2 separate regions of the Mus musculus genome follow, and region 1 is linked to region 2. A link is a contact called in public HiChIP or PLAC-seq data. All regions are on one chromosome and are shown on one strand. Each heading gives the region's core, a stretch centred on a gene start, on an enhancer-like site or on the middle of the called end of the contact. The rest is flanking DNA. Distances are from core to core; before and after follow the strand shown. Region 1 has its middle 12 kb from the start of Gm38752. Region 2 holds the start of Katnal1 (katanin p60 subunit A-like 1).

What was found. HiChIP or PLAC-seq counts read pairs in DNA pulled down with a chosen protein or histone mark.
Region 1: a contact with region 2 is called in an H3K4me3 HiChIP or PLAC-seq map of the SCID.adh cell line, with 14 read pairs. The contact joins the enhancer-like site here to the promoter of Katnal1 in region 2. A contact is called at or near these places in 5 of 115 datasets of contacts at active chromatin or transcription factors (the SCID.adh cell line, bone marrow-derived macrophages, hepatocytes and 2 more) and 3 of 9 other capture datasets (adipose tissue, liver and pancreatic islet).

Annotation. Positions count from the first base shown.
Region 1 is chr5:149,077,711-149,081,930 of GRCm38.p6, reverse strand. No RefSeq gene overlaps it. Among named protein-coding and RNA genes, the nearest start is that of Gm38752, 12 kb to the left of the region's middle. Within about 2 kb of position 2,825, at least 142 of the 459 cell types and tissues checked have an H3K27ac peak or open chromatin away from gene starts, as enhancers often do. A contact at or near this core is called in the SCID.adh cell line, adipose tissue and regulatory T cells, where this site is marked.
Region 2 is chr5:148,925,803-148,930,258 of GRCm38.p6, reverse strand. It overlaps Katnal1 (katanin p60 subunit A-like 1), which reads left to right and starts at 1,612. Exons shown (of 11, transcript NM_153572.2): 1 at 1,612-1,733. It overlaps Gm36446 (a long non-coding RNA gene), which reads right to left and starts at 1,447. Exons shown (of 2, transcript XR_377236.1): 1 at 1,356-1,447; 2 at 637-1,126.

The sequences.
Region 1 (4,220 bases), core at 1,576-4,075, 150 kb before region 2:
CTTGCTCAGAAAAGGAGATAAACTCTTAAGAATGGGAAAACGTTAGCTACCGTGGCGAGGGGGAGGTATTTTGCCAATTTTAGAACCCACTTGAAAATCACGAGTTCCAAGTTTAGAGATGATCTGAAAACTCCAGCTCAAGTTGCATTTGGCATTGGCTTAAAAAAAAGTCTAAGCTACTAATTAAAGGGGAAAAATTATACTCTCTGGAGTTGTAGAAGCTGTGAATTATTTCCAAACAAGTTCTTTATTGGCTCGATGGAGGACTGCACGGTGAAAGAAACATTTTTTTCTAATCAATTTTCCATGCAAAACAATAATTTAAAATCAAACAAAGAGTGTTTTTGGCCAAAGTATTATTTACAACCTTCATTAGATCCAACCACATATACCAGTTTGTCTATACAAACGTATATGCTGGATAGTTGATATGCCAAATGGTGGCCAAAATGGACACTACTCATTATATCTTACTGATAAAATAAAGTAAATGCAATAAAATATGAAACACTTTTTAAAAACCAAAAATATGTTTAATAGCATTGTTTTTTATTTTCTAATTTGGATATTATTTACTCTAGCATCAAAATATGGACCAGAATTGCTATGATGACAACTGAAAAAAAAAAAAAGGACCAAATGATGTAAAATAGTAAAAACCAACGACCACTAAAGAGCTGGGTATACAGCGTACATATTTAGTCCCAGCATGTGGGAGGCAGAGGCAGGCAGATCTTGGAGTTTGAGGCCAGCCTGGTTCCTGCCTGGTCTACAGAGGGAGTTACAGGTCAGCCAGAGTTACACTGAGACTCTGTCTCAAAAAATGAAAGAAAGAAAGAAAGAAAGAAAGAAAGAAAGAAAGAAAGAAAGAAAGAAAGAAAGAAAGAAAGAAAGAAACAACCCCAAAATCAAAAAAGAATACGGGGGGGGGGGGGGGAAGAGATGGAGAGATGCCTCAGATGTTAAAAGGACATGTTCTCCTCCAGAGGACCAGAGAATTTGATCCCAAGAGGTTTGATTCCCAGTACCCACATAGTGCTTCCAACCCCCTATAACTCCAGTTCCAGAGGATCCAATGCCCTCTTCTGACCTCTGTGGCCAGCCAGCTTACATGTGGTGGGTGTACATGCTTACACACAGGCAAAACCTCACGCACATTAAAGAAGAACCTGCTAGCGAATAGCAGCATTTGAAATGCACTCGCTTTTCTACTGCTGAAAAACTTAACGCTGCCTCTTGCTCCCAGTCACATCCTTCACATCACAGGCACACACGTGCGCATAACCACAGGTTAGTGGCTAGGGAGGAGGGCCTGAAGGAACCCACATAAGAAGGCTGAACATGAGCCTTCTTTGCAAATCCTATCTTCAAAATGTGTCCACCAAGGAACGATAGGGGGAAAACATAATCTTTCTGTTGACTACCTTGTAGTTTAAAAATGTCACGGTGCAGGCTTAGCACTTGACCGATGTGACATTATTCCTCCAGGGAGATCTTTAGCACAGTAGAGCCAACTGCAGTGATTCACATCTACAGTCCCAGAACTCAGGAAGCTGAGGCAGGAGGATGGAGGATTTGCGGGTGGGCGGGTTCAAGACGGGGTTTCTCTCTTGGGTGTCCTGGAACATGCTATGTTAACCAGGCTGGCCCCAAACTCACAGAGATCCACTTTCCTCTGCCTCCAGAGTGCTGGGATTAAAGGTGTGGGCCACCACAGCAAGGATGGGGAAATCTGAGACTAGGTTGGGTTAACTGGGAGGGCCCCTTCAAACAACAATAACAACAAAGCAAATGACCAGTAATTTCCATATACCAAAGTTCTTGCTAAGGGGTATAAAAGTGTCAGTTGTACTACAACTAGGAAGAGGTAGACACTTAAAGTTGATAAAGAAACAAACATTGCACGATGACACTCAGGGAGCTGAGGCAGGAGGATAGCAAAGTCCTGTTGACAAACCCTGAAGTACAAAACACTGGCATGAAGAACCAGGTGGCCAGGGTTTCCCTTCCTCAAGAAGCATTGGAGCGATATCCCCGCCCTCAGGCGCGGTATCCCCGCCCTCAGGAGCGGCAGCAGAGAAACCTCCTTTTCTTTTAAGTAACTGTGTTTGCTTGCTTGCTTGCTTGCTTGCTTGCTTGCTTGCTTGCTTGCTTGCTTGCTTGCTTGCTTGCTTGCTTGTCTAGAGATAGAGATGCTCTATGCAGCCCTTGTTAGCCCAAAACTCTCTATGTAGACCAGGGTGGCCTTCAACTTACAGAGCTCTGTTTGCCTCTGCAACCTAAGTGCTGGGATTAAAAGTGTGCACTACTATGCTCAATATAAATTGTGTTCCTTGAAGCATTTGGTGCCTCACCCCACCCGCACGCCACCTCCCACTCCATTCTCAGAACACCAGAGCTCAAGTTTGCATTCACTGCTACTTCCCGCGGAGGTCTGGTCAAAGAAGCCTCGTCCTGGCTACTGACCGGTGCTACCTCCTCTCTGCGGGGAAGGAAGAGCCCAGAGCCCGTTAAGCAGATCCGGGCAGCAGGAGGCCTCCAGCAAGCTTAAGCTGCCTGGCCCTTCCTGTCCAACAGGTTAGGGGAACCTCTGCTGGTTTCCTAGCTTCTATAATGCCGAGAGGCAGGAAGAGAATGCTTGAGGTCGTTCCCACACTCAGCCTTCCTGGGAACGTAGCGGGCCCCAGGATCTATGCTGGGTAGTGACCACGGGGAGGCTGTCCTGGGATTTCCCAGGGCCCACACCACTTCCAGGCACAGCCGCTCTCTTCACTCAAGAAGTGCTGGAGAATTCCATGGCCCTCAGCATTCCTCGAGTGACTGGAACTGGCCTGAATCGTCAGTGTGGAAGGAATGTGGCAAATGAGGCTGGCCATGAGTCACTTGAGTTCCAAGGGACTAGACGGTCTGAGGAAGAAACCCAAATGAGTTCGTGTAGGCAGGTCTTCGGGCCAGCACCCTGCTTGCCTCTCACCGGCTATTCAGCGCCAGACCATGGTTGCTTTACAAGTCAGTCTCAAGCTTTCCAAGTTATAGGACACAATGCTACTGGCTTACCCTGACTGTACATTATTTAGGGCCTGGGGAAATTCAAAGCGCCAACTGCTCTTGCAGAGAACCCGAGTTCTGGTCCCAACCCCCACATCAGGCAGATGCTGGCTGCCTGCATCTTCTGCAGAACAAACATTAGCTTTCTCTCTGACAGAACGCTGGACCTGTGTCCCGAAGTTCCACAGAGTTCTTAAACCACTACTCAATGGTGTAAGAAAGAGCAAAGAGTGCTTTTTCTTTTAAAAAATTATTATATTTATTCTCAGTTATGTGTGCATGTGTCTCTGCACGTACCTGAGGTATCGGATCTCCTAGAACTGAGATTACAGGCCACCTGACACAGGTGCTGAAGGGCAGGTTGTGTGTTTAACTGCTGAGCAATCTTCCCAGCCTCCCCGGTGGTTTTTTAAATGTTAGTGTAGCTCAATACAGAGCATCTGCCTGGCTTCTCTCTCCAATCCTTAAACAAACAAACAAACAAACAAACAAACACCTATTGTAAGAGTAGACCAGGTTCTAAGGAATTCTGCTATATTCTGTTATAGTTCTAGGTTCGTAGGCTTGCCCTACCTGTGCTTTCCATGACTGAATAATCCATCACAGCCCTCCTCCTCCTCCCCTTCCTCCTCCCCCCCTTCCAGTGTGACCCACTGCAGGCTCTCTGTCCTTTCCTCTGTTACTTTGACTTCACTTAGAGAATCTCTAGGGAGACTGTCTCTGAGAATGGTGGTATGTGGGACACTGGAGCCTCCTGTTCATTGCCTGAAGATACCTCCACCACGTAGTGGACCTCAGATGACAGCAGCAGCCCGGATTGCTGTACCCAACACATCTCAGAAGGCCCCTTATGCATCCTAAGAAGGAGTTCAAATAAGTGCATTTTAATGTTTTTGACAGGGCATCCAGTCCTTGCTCCATGATGTTTGTCTCTCCTTGGTCTCCCATTAAACTCCCTTGAGGCATGGGGGACAGGTGGGACCTGGACAAAGCTCCACACCACTGAGCAACACCTCAACCTCAACACTGACAGCAGTTGGAAGAGATCTTTTTGGCTACTTATCACTTTGTCTCCCGAACTGAGAGTCAGCCACAGAACTAAGGACTGAATTGTGCATTTCCGTTTCCATGTTTGCCTTGAACATGTTTTAAAAGATATCTGTAAGTACAGG
Region 2 (4,456 bases), core at 363-2,862:
AGGAATAAAGGCACTGACACAGTGCCCACCTTCCCTAATTTAATTTCCTAAGGCATCACACTACTTTTGAAGTATATTTACACACAACAAAATGTACAAATCATAACTGTTCTATTCCATGAGTTCTGACAGCTACAGACACTTCCCTGACCTAAACCTTTAGCGAAATATAGCACTTTTTTTTTTTTTCCCCTGAGACAGGGTTTCTCTGTGTAGCCCTGGCTGTCCTGGAACTCACTCTGTAGACCAGGCTGGCCTCGAACTCAGAAATCCGCCTGCCTCTGCCTCCCAAGTGCTGGGATGAAAGGTGTGAGCCACCCCTGTCCGGCGATATAGCACTTTTTAATCGGTACAGGACAATTTCCCCATCGGCCAATCCACCTTCAACTGCTAGTCAAATATTTTGACCTTTTTTTTTTTTTTTTTTTTTTTTTTTTTTTGGTTTTTCGAGACAGGGTTTCTCTGTATAGCCCTGGCTGTCCTGGAACTCACTTTGTAGACCAGGCTGGCCTCGAACTCAGAGATCCACCTGCCTCTGCCTCCCGAGTGCTGGGATTAAAGGCATGCGCCACCACGCCCGGCTTATATTTTGACTTTTATCACGATTGGATTAACTAGTATCTGAAAGCTACCGTGTGAGGTGCCAGACTTTTATTCTGTTTTATCATAAAAGTTTCTCTCAGGAACAGAGATAGTTCCATTTTGCAGACTAAAACGTTCAGAGCAGGTAGGTAAGGTGCCTCGGGTCATCGGCTACCAACCAGTTAGCCAAGGAGCTGTGTTAGAAGGCCAGGTTGTTAATCCAGGCCCATAGTACACTGAAGAGTGCACAAACCTCTGCATAAGACCCATTATAGCTTCGAATTCAATAGGTGGGGAGCAGTGCCATTTACGAGTTCCAGAGTCCAGAATCCTCCTGTAGGCTGTGTGCACACGCTATCTAAGCAATGGCTCGTTCTCACTCCACTCCCTGGAGGATGGCGGGAGGGGGCTGCGAGCAGCCTCCAATCCACAGAGCTGGCTCAGCAAGGTCGCCTCCTTAGAAGCCGCTCTCTGTCGCTGCACACGTCCCGCCCCGATGCCGGCCGGTGCAGCACGCCCCACCTAGGGTCTCGGGTTCCTCATCCTGTGGGGTGAGGGCTCCGTGTTCGCCACACTCGCCTCTGAGCATCCTTCCCTACTGCCCCCTTTCCCAACGCTGACTCAGCCCCACGCCCTCTCCGCAGCACTGCCGCAGCTGCCATGGCAACCGTGAGCCACCGCCTCTTCGCGCCGGCCGCGAACTAACGGACTCCGGGCGGGCGGCGGCTAACGGCGCCCCGCCTCGCCCCTCCCCGTTCCTTGACAGCCCTGACCTGCAGGATCTAAGTGGTGAGCCCGAGGGGCCGGGCTTGACAGGGAGAGCCGGGTTGCGGAGCCCAGGCGGGCAGCCCCAGTCCGCAAGACCTCGGCCGCCGGCAACAGGCCGCTCCCCCGGAGGAGAAGCGGGAGAGCCACGCAGAATGTAGCACCAGTCGCAGGGTATCATGGGTCTTGTAGTTCGGTGGCTCATCAGGCTCGCCGCCTTGGCTGGGTGATTCGGGCCGAGAACTACAAAGCCCAGCGGTCCGGAGCGCGGCGACAGACTGATAAATTGGGAGCTACTCAGATGGTGTTAAAGTGACTCTTTGTCTGCAGGGGGCTCCGGGGTGGTCGCTGGATTGGGCGCTGTGCGTCGGGCGGGGGTAGCGCAGGTGAGCCTCATTGCTGCGCTCCAGCCCCGCAGCCTCTGCACTCGCGGCCCCGCTCCATCGCCACCGCGCGGGGCCTGGGCCTCCTAGGGTGCTGCCTCTTGGTGCAGAACCGTATGTATGGCGCAAGGTCGATGCGAGACCCGACAAAGCCTTCACTAAAAGGCCTTTGCCTTTCCCTGTGAATCTCTAGGTATTTCTGCTTATTTTTCAAGTACCTCAGAGCTTTTGGCATATAAAATCCATTCATTAGCGTGTGTTCAGAGGACAGTAATATTTAAAAGGACAAGTGTGAAAGCTGATGAAGGATATTACTGTTATTTGGTGATGTCTGAATACATATACATATATATATGTTGCATGTTAGCTATTGAGGTTGAATGTCATGGAGTAATTAATGCCCCCTTCCGGCTCCACTCTTCACTTACTACCTAAATGTTGCCCACACATATTTTGGTTCTTTGAAGACTAGTTAAACTTTCAATGGCTAGTTAATTTTTGCCTTTTTCTGGAGAGTGTCTTTAGCATTTGTTTCTTTTTTCCCCAAGCACTTCCTAGAACGCACACACGAAGCTGATGGGTCTGGAGTATTTTGGGGAGGTCATAAATAACGAACTTGGTTTTATTGACTGATGAGATTTCTTAGTGGGTTTTGATGTGCTGCGATCTCACACACTTGTCTATTTCATTAAGCTTTGTTTGGTCTTTCACTCCCTTGGAAGTTTCTGTTGCTAGCTCTCCTTCATTTCTGACTTTCTCCTCTAGCCAACTTTACTAGAAATGTATTTTATTGAACTTTCTGAACAATCTCCTTTTGACTACACTGAAGTGTTCTGTATTCTGTTTCTATTTTTTAAAAATACCTGATTGATTTATGCACATTTTTCTTTGTTTTAGAGACCAGGCTTCACTGTGTAGTTTTGGCTAGCTAGAACTCACTGTGTAAACCAGGCTGTCCTGGAGCTCACCTGTCTGTCTCAGGATGCTGATATTAAGCATGGCTCAGGATGATTTCCTCTTTTTATTATGTGTAGTGAGAATTTTGGTGTTTTTTTTAAACATGGAATTTACATAGAAATATAAAAATTGTTTTTGTTTTAATCCCAGGTTTGGGATATTGGGCTGCTTCAGATTGTCCACAGCGGTTGACTGCGATTTGCCTCATGCTGTACAAGGGATGTGATTTTTGCCAACAGCCAGATAGTTTCCGTGACTGTGTGATGTTTGGAATTCTGGGGACTTTTCAGAGGGCATATAAATGCTAAGACTCCAAGAGGTGGGGTTGGTTCTTGATCACCACTTGTTAAGTAATTGTTCCTACGTAAAGAAGAAACAACAACAAGAAATTAGATATCCTGATGGCAAAGATGGAACTTGCCCCAAGAAACTTGACACCCCTAATCAGTAGGAAGTAGTCCTGGTGAGGCCCTTCGACCCCAGCCACTGGCTTGCTTACTCTGTACCACACGTATGAGGTTTGGTAGCCTGAAGCCAGCAGACTGTACGAGCATACCTTGCTTCTCAACTATAGTTCTCTGTACCTCTAGATGGTTTTATAATTTCAGGAATGTCTTTATATTTCATAAAGAAAACTCCCAGAGATGGAAGAGCTGACCAATCACGCAGACCCAAACTCAACCATCCACTTTTCGTGCTTCTCCAGGTCTGCTGCTGAGACAGACTTGGCGATTTTCTTAAGAGCCAACTCCAAGTCCCCTCAGGTGACAGGCATCTGTCCTTGGAGTTCCTCCTTGGACAGGGCCTGGATCTCTTCTGGTCTTAATCCATTGATGTGATGTCTCATTCTGTATCTCTGGAGTCACAGGCAGAGACGTCAGCAGCCATTCCTGCACCTCTTCTCACCACTTCCATTACTACAGAGTTACCACAGACATTCTATCACAAAGTTACCACAGACATTGGGAGGACTGGGTTCTGTGTGATTTCGAGATGCCACTTAGAATTCTCTCCTTCAGTTACATCCTGACGTTTCAGAAGAGGTTCAAAACCTATGCAGGAGCTGGAGAGAGAGTTCAGTTGGAATAGTGCTGGGTATGGAAGCCTGAAGACCAGGGGTTCAATTCCCATTTCTCCCCCCACCCTCCCAAATGCTGGGTATACTGGCATATGCTTGTCATCCTAGCTCTGGGGAGGTGAAAACAGAAATCCCTTGGGGGCCTGGTGGTCAGCTAGCCTAGCCTACTTGGCAAGCATAAGGACATTGAGAGACCTTGTCTCCAAAACCAGGGTGAGGTCAAGGATGGTGGTACACACATTTAGTCCAGTATCCAGAAGGTAGAAGCAGGGCGACTTCTATGAGTTTTGCAAATGTGTGACACTTGGAATTCTGGATAATCTTCAGAGGCTGTGGTGGTTTGAATAAACTTGTCCCACGGGAAAAGGCACTGTTAGGAGGTGTGGCCTTGTTGGAGTGGGAGTGGCCTTGTTAGAGGAAGCCTGTCACTGTGTAGGCAGGCATCAAGGTCCTATGTTTAGGCTCCACCCAGAGCAGAAGAGCCCTTCTTCCTAGTTGCCCATGAAACAGTCTCTGGTTGCCTTCAGAACAAGATGTAGAACTCTCAGTTCCTCCTGCACCATGCCAGCCTGGACACTGCCATGCTTCCCATCATGATGACAATGGACTGAACCTCTGAACCTGTAAGCCTGCCCCAATGAAATGTTGTCCTTATAAGAGTTGCCATGGTCATGGTGTCTCTTCACAGCAA